3 separate regions of the Sus scrofa genome follow, and all the other regions are linked to region 2. Evidence: chromatin contacts called from public HiChIP or PLAC-seq data. All regions are on one chromosome and are shown on one strand. Each heading gives the region's core, a stretch centred on a gene start, on an enhancer-like site or on the middle of the called end of the contact. The rest is flanking DNA. Distances are from core to core; before and after follow the strand shown.

The links. HiChIP or PLAC-seq counts read pairs in DNA pulled down with a chosen protein or histone mark.
Region 1: an H3K27ac HiChIP or PLAC-seq map of skeletal muscle shows a contact between it and region 2. The contact joins the promoter of ACOT11 here to the enhancer-like site in region 2. A contact is called at or near these places in 6 of 47 Hi-C or Micro-C datasets (alveolar macrophages, blood, embryonic fibroblasts and 2 more) and 2 of 2 datasets of contacts at active chromatin or transcription factors (alveolar macrophages and skeletal muscle).
Region 3: an H3K27ac HiChIP or PLAC-seq map of skeletal muscle shows a contact between it and region 2. The contact joins two enhancer-like sites. A contact is called at or near these places in 2 of 47 Hi-C or Micro-C datasets (heart right ventricle and skeletal muscle) and 1 of 2 datasets of contacts at active chromatin or transcription factors (skeletal muscle).

Annotation. Positions count from the first base shown.
Region 1 is chr6:157,830,483-157,835,038 of Sscrofa11.1, reverse strand. It overlaps ACOT11 (acyl-coenzyme A thioesterase 11), which reads left to right and starts at 2,759. Exons shown (of 16, transcript XM_021096589.1): 1 at 2,759-3,121.
Region 2 is chr6:158,023,640-158,028,470 of Sscrofa11.1, reverse strand. All of the region lies in intron 4 of SSBP3 (single-stranded DNA-binding protein 3), which reads right to left. Among named protein-coding and RNA genes, the nearest start is that of SSBP3, 110 kb to the right of the region's middle. Within about 2 kb of position 3,575, at least 21 of the 83 cell types and tissues checked have an H3K27ac peak or open chromatin away from gene starts, as enhancers often do. A contact at or near this core is called in alveolar macrophages, liver and skeletal muscle, where this site is marked.
Region 3 is chr6:157,779,698-157,784,129 of Sscrofa11.1, reverse strand. All of the region lies in intron 1 of ACOT11 (acyl-coenzyme A thioesterase 11), which reads left to right. Among named protein-coding and RNA genes, the nearest start is that of FAM151A, 41 kb to the right of the region's middle. Within about 2 kb of position 1,314, at least 50 of the 83 cell types and tissues checked have an H3K27ac peak or open chromatin away from gene starts, as enhancers often do. A contact at or near this core is called in skeletal muscle, where this site is marked.

The DNA.
Region 1 (4,556 bases), core at 1,510-4,009, 190 kb after region 2:
TGGTGGGCTCACTCCTTCTGCCTCTCTGACTCTGGGTCTGGCTGGAGAAAATTAAGTCAATGGGAAGGGAGGAGTTGACAAATAGATGGTCTAGTAATTGAATTTTTTTTTTCCTCTCTAGCCCTCTCTCCACCCCCCAGAGAGCAGGAGGAATTAGCTCTCTCGCAGTGGCTTTCCCGGCTAAGGAGCTCTGGTGTTGCAACCCCCCACCCCTACCTAGACCAGTGGGGAGGGGAGGGGGTGTAAGTGGGTGCCTGCTTAGGATCCTCTAGGCTGAGTCTTGCCCAGGGAGGGAGGAGTCTCTTCAGGCTGTCAGTGGGTTCACACCTGAGCCGCGGCTAGAAGGGACGGCAGCTGGGGCCAGGCCTTCACTGCTCCCTGGTTGTGGCTGGGAAGGACACAAGGGCGCCAGGGTGCAGGAAACCTGGGGCTCCTGGTCCCTGGCAGCCCGTTTACCCTTGTTGGGGTCTCCTTGTCTGAGGAGGGTGGAGTTGGTGGGGAAGCCAGCCTGCTGGATACGCAGGAGGGGAGGTCTGTTGCCCTGCAGGTGCCACCACCCTGCAGGACCTGGCTGCCTCGCAGGTCTCCCCTCATGTAGAGTGTGTGGGTGTGCCAGGGGTTGGTAGTGACCTTGGGGAGAGGGTTGGCAGCACTGGAAAGAGCCTGCCTACATGCTCTAAATCCCACCATTCTGCAAGACACGGGCTCTCATGTAGTTGCAGTGAGTTGCGGGGGGCACCGGCTGTCAGAGGCCCTCCGTCAGTAGGGCCTGTTATTGCTTCATTGTCCAGATAAAGATGCAGAGGCTCCAGGAGGCCCTTCTGACTCTGGGCTGCAGGCTAACAAGTGGCAGGCAGCACTGGGATTCAACCCCCCCTGCGGCCTGGGTTCCCAAGCCGTCAGCACACATAGGCTTCTGTGCTCCACGGGGAGGCAGCTTCAGGGTGAGGGTGCAAGCTGGCCCTGCCGGCATTCTGCCCCCTCTCTGCTCCCCCGGACCCAGCGGGGGTGGGCGCCGTGGCCCTGCTTTGCTGGGCGGCGGCAGCAGCAGCAGTGGCTGCGGGCTCTGGGAGCGCTTGATTTATTCAGCTAATGTTCTAGCACATTTCCCCCACCCTATAATGAGCTGTTTCCATCAGGGGGTGTCTGCAGAGCGACTGCGGGCTTCCGGCCGCTCCAGGAGGGAGACAGGGCTGGTGGCGGGCTGTGGGGGGCCCAGGCGTCTGGCCGCCCAGGGAGGGGTGAGGTTGGAAAGTCTGGGTTGAAAAACCACCCCCTGGCATCCTGAGGGAGGGGTGGTGGGAGGTGGGTGTAGCCTGGAAGAAATGGCACATTTCTCCCTGGCCGTCCTGGCCCAGCCTCTCAGCAGCTCCAGGGGCCTGGGAGGGAGCCCTGCCCCTGCATTCTGAGCTGGTTCCTCCCTGCCTGTCCCCCGTCCTCAGACTTTGGAGGAGTCTGCCTACTTGTCTGCTTGTTATTCCCACAGAGCTGGCATTTCTGTGGCTTGGTGTGACAGTTATGTCCTTTGCAGCCAGGCAGACCTAGGTTCAAATCCCAGCTTAGCTGCCTTCTAACCCTGTGGCCTTGGCGAGGAGTCCCTGACCTCTCTGGGCCTTGGTTTCCCATTTTAAAAGGGGGATAAGAAGAGTTCCTGTCATGGCTCAGCGGGAACGAATCTGATTAGCATCCATGAGGATGCAGGTCTGATCCCTGGCCTTGCTCAGCGGGTTGGGGATCTGGCATTGCCATGAGCTGTGGTGTAGGTCGCAGAGATGGCTCAGATTTCGCAATGCTGTGGCTGTGGTGTAGGCCGGCAGCTGTAGGTCCGATTTGATCCCTAGCCTGGAAGCCTCCATGTGCCACAGGGGCAGCCCTAAGAAGACAAGAAAAGAAAGAAAAATAAAATGGGGATAAGAAGCCGTATTTCGAGGGATGATCACGGATCTCAGTGACAATGGATGAAGAGCTGGGTACAGGGTGTTACGCTGCCTTGACCACCTGGCCTGCCGACACTGGGACAGACCTACTCCGCCACTAACTGTGACCTGGTGTGCTCTGTGTACAGCAGATGCCACCGTCCTAAAATGGGCCCCTCACAAGAAGCTCAGAGGCTTTGCTTTCCTCACTCGGGGCAGGCAGCGCTTGGTATTTTGGCTTTAAAAACCCTAATTCCTGGAGTTCCTGCTGTGCTGCAGTGGCTAAGGATCCAGCATCGTCTCTGCAGTGGCTCGGGTAGCGGGTGAGGCGTGGGTTCGATCTCCAGCCTGGTGCTGTGACTGAATGATCTGGCATTGCCACAGCTGTGGTATAGGTAGCAGCTGTGGCTTGGATTCCATCCCTGGCCTGGAAACTTCCATACGCCATGGGTGCGGCCCAACACGCCACCCCCCAAAACCTAATTCCTTTCTCCTTCAGCAAACTCACAATCCCCTAGAACCTGGACTTTGTGCCAGATGACCTACCCAGTAGCAAAACTGTTCCATGTGATGCTCATTCTTGTTTTTTGTTAAGACTTTTTTTTTTTTTTTTTTTTTTTTCTTTTAGGGCTGCAGGTGAGGCCGATAAAAGTTCCCAGACTAGGGGTCGAATCAGAGCTGCAGCTGCTGGCCTACGCCATGGCCACAGCCATGCCAGATCCAAGCTGCATCTGTACCCCACACCACAGCTCTTGGCAACTCCGGATCTTTAACCCTCTGAGCCAGACCAGGGATGGACCTTGCATCCTCGTGGATATTGGCCGGGTTCGTTTCTGCTGAGGCACAGCAGGAACTCCTTTTTAAAGTCTTTATGGCTACTTTTATCTTTAGCGTGTGCCTGGCACCCAGAAAGCCCTCATCAAGGGGTAGCTGTCCCCCTGACCCGCCCCCTAGGAGGGAAAAATGGGACAACGAGCACCCGTCTCTTGAGATGGACACCTTCCGGCGTGGTGTTCAAGGCCCACTCATCTTCCCCAGGAACACGTAACCAGTCTTTACAGAGCAAGGTGCTTGGGAGACTCGCCCAGGCATCCAGCACACAAGTGGCAAAGACTGATGCCCACTCTGCTGGACGCCCAGATCAGCGCTCCTGCCTCTCCTCACGAGGTCCCTGAGGGAGCCGCCCTGCTGAAGCTGGGACCAAGGTGAGTTCTCGCAGCTTCTTTCTTACGTCAGGTTAACCAGCCTTGGGCTCTTGTCGTGGACTCTTTTTAAGGAAGGGCTAAGTCTGGAGGAAGAGAGGCTTGGAGGCAGCCGCCCCACTGTGTAGCTGTCCCTGCTGTCTTGGTTTTTATTCCTCAGTGACTTCAGAATCTCCCCTATTCCCTGAAAGAGACCTTGCCCGGAAGGGTTCGGGAGCAGGTGGCGTGGACTGAAGGTTAAGGCAGAGACAGACGGGGCTGTTTCAGTTCATGCTTTACAGCAAAGGGCCTAAGAGAACCGTATGAGACGTGCTGTTCTCCCTTGCCCCTGCCTGGCTGCCTGCCCGGGGGATCGGCTCTGTCCTGCCCTCTCACCGGTGGCTCCCTGCTTTGCTGGCATCGCTCCCCCCCACCAGCCTTGGCACCTGCCATTCCCTATTGCCAGCTTCCCTCCGCATGGCTGGTGCCTGCAGCGGTTCGTTCTTTCTCAGTCCTGCCTGAAGAAGCCCTCCAGCCACCCTCGTCACCCTCCTGGCTTCTGTTGTCTTTGTAGTTGTCATCTACAGGGACCTTGCTGATTGCCGGCCCCTTCTAGAATGGGAGCTCTGTGAGAGCAGGGACGGGAGCTGCCTTGTGTCCAGGACACCCCCGGGAACGCAGTGGTGAATAATCCACTTTAAGCTCTTTTTTTCTCAAACTCACTTGTGCCCCAGATCCTGGCTTAAGTTTACACACCTGAGTTTATCTCAGGCCGTGAGGCGCTTTGCAGCCACACCTGTTCCCACTTTTGCTAAGACTTGGTATTTGCCCTTGACAGGCACTGCCATCTGCTTTCCACGCAGTAACTTTCTTGATCCTCACAAAACCCCCTCGAGGTGGGCACTATTATCATCAGCCCGCCTGTTTTACAGATGAGGAAAGAGCCAGAGAGAACTGGTCCAGTCTTAGGCTGTTAGTCCGTGGCAGGGCAGGGGTTAGACAGAGATGGTTGGTTCTCTGGAATCCATACTACAGACTGTTCTAGAAGTAACAAGTTGCTTTCACCTGCTGCTTGGGGAGGGGCAGCCTCCCCACCACTTTGTGAAGTGGGGATAAGCCTTTGGAAGGTGCACCCCCACATCCCTATGGCTCCCCAAATGGCTTCTCAAGAGTATTTCTTCCAAACACACGATGTTTGGGAGTTCCTGTTGCGGCTCGGTGGGTTAAGAACCCAACTAGTATCCAGGAGGATGCGGGTTCAATCACTGGCCTGGTTCAGGAGGTTAAGGATGTAGTGTGGCCGTGAACTGTGGCGTAGGTCTTGAATGCGGCTCGGATCTGGCGTGGCTGTGGCTGTGGTGTAGGCTGGCGGCTACAGCTCCGATTAGACTCCTAGCCTGGGAACCTCTGTATGCTGTGGGCGCGGCCCTAAAACAAAAAACAAGAGAAACAAACACAT
Region 2 (4,831 bases), core at 2,326-4,825:
CACCCTACTTCTCCCTGAACCCCCGGGCAGCCTCTTGAGACGGGCACCAGCACCCCTATTTTACAGACGAGAAAGCAAGGAACCAACCGTGTGGAGAGCAGGCCCGAGGTGGCCTTTTCCCACCTGTCCTCAGAAAGTCCCGATCTACTCTTCCCCAGCCTTTAGCCCAGAAACAATGCTTTGTTTCTTTTTCTTTCTTTCTTTCTTTTTTTTTGTCTTTTTGTCTTTTCTAGGGCCATTCCCACGGCATATGGAGGTTCTAGGGGTCTAATCGGAGCTGTAGCCGCCGGCCTACACCAGAGCCACAGCAACGCATGATCCGAGCCGCATCTGCGACTCACACCACAGCTCATGGCAAGGCCAGATCCTTAACCCACTGAGCGAGGCCAAGGATCGAACCCGCAAACTCATGGATCCTAGTTGGATTTGTTTCCGCTGTGTCACAGCAGGAACTCCATGAGCACTTATCGTTTTAATACAAAGTACTTCACTATGACAGAACACAGCAATGTAAAAAGGAAATTAGTTACTGTATTTTGTTAAATAATGTCACGAGCATTTCTCCCCAACTCATTAAATGGTCAAAGAAAACATGATTTTTTAATGAGCCTAATATCATTATTCAACCAATTTAATTTACAGGGCATTATATCAGTGTTTGCTAACTTAGTAGTTACAAAATGATATCTCCTTGATCTCACTGGTATTTGGACTTAATCTTTTGGATCACTAACCTTTTGAAATGGTTTACATTGGCCATTTAGTAAAATAAATGGTAAATCATTCATGCCCTTCACTATTTAGCTCTTTGATTTTCAAGAGCTCTTTATATATTTAGGATAGAACATATAGATATCTTGTAATTTTTTTAAAAACCTCCTTTAATGCAAACACCTGAGCACATGACTTTTGAGGCTCCCTCACACCAAGATCGCGTCTTCCTAAGAAATCAGGAGTGAGTCCACGAGCTTTTTTTGAACATCAGGGGTGGAATAACCCCAATTCTAATAAATGGATGGTCTGATTTTCTGACATTTGGGTGGAGGATGGACTTTTGCTACCCTCTAATGAAAAAGGAAGGCCACATTAGTGATGACTCCAGTGACAGGAAGCTAAAGTGATAACTTATCTTTAGGTTCTCCTAGGAGAGTTCCTGTCTTGGCACAGTGGAAACGAATCCAGCTAGGAACCATGAAGTTGTGGGTTCGATCCCTGGCCTTGCTCAGTGGGTTAAGGATCCTGCGTTGCTATGAACTGTGGTGTAGGTTGCAGATGTGGCTTGGATCTGGTGTTGCTGTGGCTGTGGTGTAGGTCAGTGGCTGTAGCTCCGATTAGTCCCCTAGCCTGGGAACCTCCACATGCCAAGGGTGCAACCCTAAAAAAAGCAAAAAAGGTTCTGGCCAAATCAAGCAGCTCTGCAGTGCTTAACTCTGTGTCCTAAAGTATGACAGTTATTGGTATTCTTTGATCGTGAAGTGAACATGTGCTTGTAATGGAAAACGTTCAAAAAAGGAGAAAATGCAAGTAGCTACCAGTGTCATAGGGCAACATAAAAGGGTTAAGAACTAACTCTTGCACCAAGGGACCTCATCCCACATCTATCAACACAACCCCGCCCTCACCCCACACCTCAACAACACAATGTGAGGCATACAGCAGGTATTCCATAAATGATTATACTTTTTATTATTCAAAGACCTGCTCCAACCTGGCCATGTGGAAGCGGGCCTTTCTGGATTGCTAGGAATGGGCCTCTCCCTGCGGTTTCCAACTCTGAGTTAGAGCTCCATTAAGACACTCAGCAAAGCGTCTCCTGTGAGTTTTCTCTAAAAACACAAAACCCAAACGGAAAACCCCTGACATTCACTGAGGCCTGTGCCACGCCGGGGCTGTGGCAGGAGCAGGGGATGGAGCCCCCCCCACTGGAGCAGGAGCGGAAAGAGGGCTGGTCTCAGAAGCCAGAGACCGCGTGCATGGGCTCGGTCCGGCTGGGAGGGAGCCAGAGGGCAAGTCTCTTGTTGCTCTGGGCCTCAGCTTCCCCACGTGTCCAGGGGTGGGGTGAGAGAGGACCTCTAGGGCTCCTCCCCCACGCTCCTCTCCGCGACCCAGGCCTACACCCAGGGGGCTGGGGCTGGAAAGAGCAGCTCCTGCAGAAACAGGAATTGTAACTCTTCCCCGTTCACCACAGAACACTTAGGGGTCAAAACTCAATCCAACGCCTTGGAACACTCGGCCGCACGACCCGGTTCAGAGGTCAAAGACCATCCAGAAACCCATTTGTTCTCAGAGCCTGCGGGTGACATCTGGGCTCCCCGCCCCCTGCCCCCACCCCTGAGCCCCCCTCACCAACATGTTTCTGTATATGCACACACGCGGACATGCATTAAAAAAGCAGAATCGAATTGGGCACGCGGTTGGGTAACTCATGCTTTTTTTTCTTTTCTTTTTTTTTTTTTTTTTTAAACTAATGAAAATTCTTCTGTAAATAGAAAACAGGCCTTGCACAGGGCGGGCGGTGTGGCCCACTCTAAGCTGCAGCCGCCTCCTCCAAGCCTCCGGCTTATCATTCACTTGGAAAGCCTGAAGTGCCTTCAGACATCTGCCTGAAGCTGTGAAGGTTCCCCTCCCTGCAAAGCATTTTATTTTTTTGTTCGCGGCCAGGGAGACTTCCAAGCAGGGCTCATCCCACAACTTCCTCTCTGAAGAGTAGGGTTTCTTTACGAGTCCAGGGTGTCTGCACCACCGCCGGGGCAGCAGCCCCTCAGCCTTGTTGGTCTGTTCCGGACACATGCCAGCTGGTTTCACACGTGCCCCTCCACCGCCAGGCCTCCCTTGCCATCCAAACCTGGCTGCCAACTTCCCTGCCCCAGAATAAAGCACATGCACCTCCACTGCCTGCCCCTCCCATGGAGAAGCTGGATTTGAACCTGGATTTGGCCGTGGGATCTGAGCAGCCCGGAGGAACCTGTGCTATTAGGGAATCTTAATTTCCTGCTCCAGGCAGTGGGGAACAGCTCCAAGCAGAAGGGTGGCCCAGGACTTCTGAGAGGCCCACCTGACCCTACGTTACCCTGTGCCAGGCATCCCAACGCATCACTGACAAAGCCACCGCACCCCCCAGAGTATCCACAGCGCCACAAACAGCAGACCCAGCGAGTCCTGGATGCAGTGCTGGGCCCTGTCCTCGCTCTGCAGCAAGGACTCCCCTGTGGCTCCAGGAACTGCGGGGTCAGTCCAGAGGCACCAAGAGACAAGCTCCCAGGGGCCTCCCACCTCGTATCTTGCATTAACTTGTGAGAGGTGACCAGCGTTCAGGCTCCCTTCAGCAAGTGGGGCCCTAGGGGATGTCCCTGATGTTACCTGCGAGCCCCACCCCAAGACCCCCCAGGCAGCTTCCCTCACAGACCAGCATGGGATCCCCCACCTATTTTTCCTCTCTTTTAAAAACAGTTCTATACACATGAAGCTCCTGGAAGCCTGAATAAAAACAAATGCTCAGGGAGAAGGGCGGGACTGCTGCCAGGTTGGCCAAGCTCTCCTGACTGATTTACAAGGCTGCAAAGGGGAACTTTGTCCTGCACGTCCCGTCCCTCCTGGCCCCACCTCAACGCTCAGGCGTGTAGCAGCACGGGGCCCGCATGTGACACCGCCAAGTGCAGCTTTCCTTGACTGAAATGCAATACGGGCCACGCAGCGAGCACCCAGGACACCAGGGGCACACGGCCCCGTGGCTGTGTGCCCTCAGCTGGGCGGTGCAGGACACCGGCAGGGGCAGGGGAAAGGGGGGTGGCACTCCTGCATGGAGAGACAAAGGCCTGTGGGGGATGCTCTCGTCCCAGGGAGAGGGGTTGTTTGCATGGGTATCATCAAGACAGAGCCTTCGTCACTCCGTGCAAAATATCGGAGTGACCTGGCGCCCTCTGGGCCAAGTCTCCTAGAAGGAATTTTAGCAGCATCAACAAACCAAAGATGTAGCTGAGGGCACACAGAGAATCTCATCACCCAGACAGAGGCCAAGGCAGAGAGGAGTGAGGTCAAAAGAGGAGAAGGGACAGGAAGAGACCTCTTGGTTTTATGTACAGACCACAGAAGAGAATCCGTTTGGACAACAGAGGCGCTCATTCTGCAGCTTGGACAAAACAGAGCCGTGGCAACTTGAAGAGACAGAACCAGCTGGTGTTAAAAATAGGTTCAGATGACACACGGGAGTGAGTGACACAGGATCCCTGCCTCCAAATAGCCAGCTGCCGTCACGTGCGAGGAGTGGACGTGCTCTCCCGTGGCTGAGGGACGGTCCGGGGTCCAGCGATGGATGCTCTGAGCTCCTGAAAGCTTCTCCAGATCTGAGCGTCAGACGGACACGCCTCAGGAGGCGGTGAGCCACGTCCCCTCGGGTCGCTCACGGTGGGGCCAGGGCACGGGCGAGCGTGCTCCAGATCAGAGCACGTGGGTCTCACCTCCGCTCAGCCACAATAAAGCCATGCGGACTGCCTCAGCCTCCCCTCTTTATTAGGAGAGAAAAGAGCTCTGGCCTGAGGGTCCCAGGATCAGGGTTTCAGCCTGGGCTGCAAACTACCTGCGACTTCCTGCCCCGGGGCCTCGGCTCAGTCCAAGTAAGGTGGCTGAGGTCCTGTTGCGATGGTGAACCGAGCAGGTGACACACTGAACTCCCAGCCAAGCAAGCTGAGCGCGGGCCACAGGGAGGGGACAGAAGCCCCAGCTCGCACAGCCAGGCCCTCAGGCCCCAGTGAGGGCTGTCCTAACACCAGAGCTTCTTCCCCAAAGTCCCCAGGAGGAGAGGATGGATGCAGGAAGGCAGAGAGGACACACG
Region 3 (4,432 bases), core at 65-2,564, 240 kb after region 2:
CACTCCCCTCTCCAGGGGGCTTTCTTGGTTTCTGGGGACTCCTTGGCCTCTGTCCCTCTGTCTCTACCCACACGGGTACCTGTGCCATCCCACCTGCTTCCCTTTGCCCCAGCCACACCCTTTCCTGGAGAACCTGCCGTTCCTGCTTTTCCTTTCGGCTGTTCTTCAGCCATCTCTGGACCTTAGACTGTCCTTGTCTTCAAGTCTCAGCTCCAAGGTCGCCCCTGTCATAAATCTTTTTCTCCTCCATAAGTGTTTATTCGGCACCTGCTCTGTGCCAGGCCTGAGTCTGTCCCTGTCTGATGGGGCAGGCATCTGTGGAAACAGTGACAGCACGGCTCTGTCAGGGCTGTGATGCAGACAAGTGAGCCTGCGGGGCCAGGGGGGCCCTAATTGTCTCTGGGGAAGAGGCTGGGATGGGGGTGGGTGGGCAGAAGCGGGAGGAGGAGGGACTCACTTGGCAGATGGGGCAGATGCTGGGGTCCAAGGTGAAGGCAGCGCCTACGTGGCAGAGGAATGGAGGCGGGTCAGCGTGTGCTCTGAGCTGCTGAATGTGATCTGAAGTTGGGGGGCGGCAGGGTCGGGGGCGGGGACAGGAGCCGCAGAGGAAGGCCTTGAACCTGAGAGGGGTAGGAAGCCCCGGGGCAGTCTTGAGCAGGGGAGGTGCCTGCTCATCAGTGAAGTTTTGTGTGGTCTTAAGTTCCACAGTGGGAGGAGTTGCAGGGACTGGGTGGGGTCTCCTGCAAGGCAGGGTGCAGGAGGTGGATTCGGGTTTTGGAAAGATCCCTCTAGTGCTGCACAGAGGCTGGAAGGAGGAGGTGGGGAGGCTGGAGGCCTGTGGACAGGCTGTGGAAACAACCCAGGGAGCCAGCAGGGTGCGGGCCTGAGCAAGGGTGCTACCTGGGGGATGGAGGGAATCAGGTTAAGGCTGGTGGTGTGGGCCTGTCGACAGGTTGCCCAGAAGGAACCCCGGCCCAGGAGGCTTTGCCCTGGGCCAGCCGTTCCCTCTGCGTGCCTCAGTCTGCCCAGCTGTGAAGGGATTGGGCCGAGTGGCCTTTCCTGCTCTGACCCGGCTGCTGTGTCACATGGTTCTGGCCGAGGAGAAGGGACACAGAGCCCACCGTGTCACCAGCTGGGGCCTGGCCTGGGATTATCCGATCTGGCCATGTCTGTTGCGGCGGGGGGCCAGCGCTTGGCATCTGAGAGTGCACCTCTCTGATCCTCAGATGCCCTCCCCATCAGCTGTCTTGGCTCAGCCTGCCTGGCCAGCCCAGGCCCTGACTGTCCAGGGCCTCTGTTCTCCCCGTGACTGGACCTAGAGGGGAGTGGCTCGCCTCTGGGGCCCCATTGGCCAAGCCCTGCCTGGACCACAACACGCCCCCTGCCTCCCGGGCTGGCTGGCTGCCTGCGGGCCTAGGGACTAGGAGGAGGCCTGGCCTGGCCTGGCCTGCTGTGACATAGCAGACTGCCTCGGATCTCAAGGAAGGAGTTGGGAGTCTGGAGGCTGTGCCTGCAGCCACCACAGCTCCTTTGCCATCCCCTGACCCGTGCTCCCACCCAGGGGCTCTGAACTCGTCTTAGGGAAGCCGGGGCACAGTACCGTGGGACTTGTCCCTCAGCTTGCCTGGGGGGTGGGGTGGGGTGGGGTGGGAGCTCCACCCGGCTCAGAGCACAGTATTTGCTGTGTGTCGGGGCTCCTTAGCTTCCTCACTGGAAATCTCAGCTGGCCGTGCCAGAACCTGCAGGAACAGACCACAGAATCCTGGAACCAGGGCTGGGGTACCTTGGGGACTGGTCCTCTCCCCTTGCCCCTGCCTGGTATGTGACAGATGAGGCTCACGAGAGAAGGAGACTTGCTCAGCATCACATAGCACCTGAGAGACAGAGCTAGGATTTGAATGCAAGTCTGCCTCCAGACATCCCTCTGCAGAGCTTTGTTGAGGTCCTACTGTGTGCATGAGCACTAGAGCAGGAGCGTCTCAGAGGGTTGGCCCAATTTATCTCAGGTGCTCAGTGTCTGGCAGAGGGTCCGATATGGAGGAGATACTTGGTGAATGAATGAGTGATTGAATGAATGAACAAGGCAAAGATCCTGCCTCCAGGCATATAGACTCCCGTGGGTGGGACTTTTGTGTCATAGAAGGGGAAATAGGAGGTGGTAGGAGCGGAGATGAGCTAGGTGGGAAGCAGAGAGGGGTACTGACTGCCAGTCTAGGGCTTTTTCCATCCTCACTTTTCTCATCTGTGAAATGGGATAAATGGACTTCACCCTCTGCCTGCCTGGATCCAGTGAGGAAAATAGGCTTGTCAACAGGGGCATGGGGCGGGGGTGGGGAGTGGGGGGCCTCCCTGCGCGTCTATCCAGAGCTGTCCAGAAACTCCGCACACCCTTTTTTTTTTTTCTTCTGCTCCCTTGACCCTCTGCATCCATCTTACCTCCCCCATTGCCCTAGCTTTCCCCAGGGCTGCTTTCTGGCATGTTCTGCCCAAAACCCCTAGCTGTGGGAGGCATTTGGGAAGAGTGCAGGTGAACGGAGCCTGCTTGCCGTCTCCCTCTTCCGCCTCCCACACCCAGAAAGCCAGCCATCCGCATCCGCATCCACATCCAGCCAGCCCCCCCGCCCCCCCACCCCGATGCACACCAGGCCCGAAATGCCTTGGCCGTGGTTGCCATGGTGACAGTTCATGCTGCTTGGACTGCAGCTGCCGGCCAGCGAGCTGCCTGCAAGAGTCTGCAAGGCTGGCAGCCTGGCACTCACGGGACTCCTGGGGTGGCCACCCTCCTCTCTCTCCTTTTGGTTCCTGGCACTGAGCCTGGTACCCAGGGGTTCTTGGGGATAAGCTGCCTCTCTGGGAACCCATAAGCTGATCTGGGTCTGAATGGCTTGGTTCAAATCCCAGTTCTACCACTTTGGGAGTTCCCTGACTTTAAACAAGTCCCCTTGATGTGTTTTGAATTTATGGAATTAGCTACGAGGTCTTTGTGAGGGGAATTATCCAAAGAGTATAGGCTCCCAACCCCCAGCACAAGTCCCACCTTTGCCCTTAGCCATCCCTGCCCCCATCCTGCCGCACTGGCAGGGCCAGCATCGGGTCATGGCACTCTTCGCTGCTGAGTCTGCATCCAGAGCCTCGGACTCCTCGTCTCGGGCCCCAGGAAGCCCAGCAAGCAGGGCAGTGTGGCGAGTAGGACCCCACGCTCCGTAGCTAGACCTCTGGGGGTCACAGCTGGGCTTGGCACTTATTTGGGTCTCGGATTCTGCATCTTGCTATTGCATTGATCTATTTTGTTTGGCCAGGTCTGTGACATGGGAAGTTCCTGGGCCATTGCTTGAACCCTCACCACAGTGTGACCCAAGCCACAGCGGTGACAATGCCAGGTTCTTAACTCACGGAGCCACAAGGGAACTCCATTTCCTCCTCTTTAAAATGAGAATAATAATGTCCCTCTCAGGTTTGTAGTACAGTTAAAAGTCGAATTGTAAAGTTCTTAGAAGAATATCTGATACTTGATACACACTTTATAAGTGTTAGCAGTGACTGTTGTCACCGCAATTGCTATTGGCCATGAAAATTGGAACCCATGTCCTGTCCCTCCTGTCATCTTTTTCACATGGGCAGGTGGCACCAGCTCTTGCTCATGGTCTGACGAGGCCACTGAGAGATAGGATGGCAGAGGGGCTCCCCTTCCTCATCCCACCCCATCCAAAGGCACGCCCCACCTCTGCTGACTGGGGAGTAAGACAAGCTGGGCCCTGGGCAGAAACTCCACCTCTCATTCATGAGTTTGAGGGTTTTCTCTGCTGGTTCTCCAGCCGGCAGCTGCCGCAGCCCTGGCCAGGATCAGACAGCTGCTCAGTGACGGCCCAGAGCCCTCCTTGTCAGCAGAGCCAAATGCTGAAGACGGATGAGCACCCAGCAGAGGTGCTGCTTCCCCCGTCATCTGAAGCAGGAGGAGCCCGAGGAGGGGGCCCTTATGGGATGAAACGGGAGCTACTTCTTGAAACACTTTATTGAGAACAAATCCCTAGGCTTGACTGCTGTAGGGCTTGCTTGGCCTCTCAGAAGAGAGCGGGGGAATCTTTCAAGAATGAAGGTGTGGCGTTCCTTCGGCTCAGCGGGTTAAGTACCCGACCTAGTGTCTCTGAGGATACGGGTTCAATCTCTGGCCTCGCACAGGGGTTAAGGATCTGGCATTGCTGCAAGCTGCAGTGTTGCTGACCCCTAGCCTGTGAACTTCCACATGCTGCAAGTGCAGCCCTAAAAAGCAAAAAAAAAAAAAAAAAAAAAAAGTCTGAGGCAAAAAAAATTTTTTTTTTTTTCTTTTCTAGGGCTACACCCACAGCATATGGAGGTTCCCAGGCTAGGGGTACAATCAGAGCTGCAGCTGCCGGCCTATGGGATCCAATCTGCGTCTGCAACCGCAGCTCAC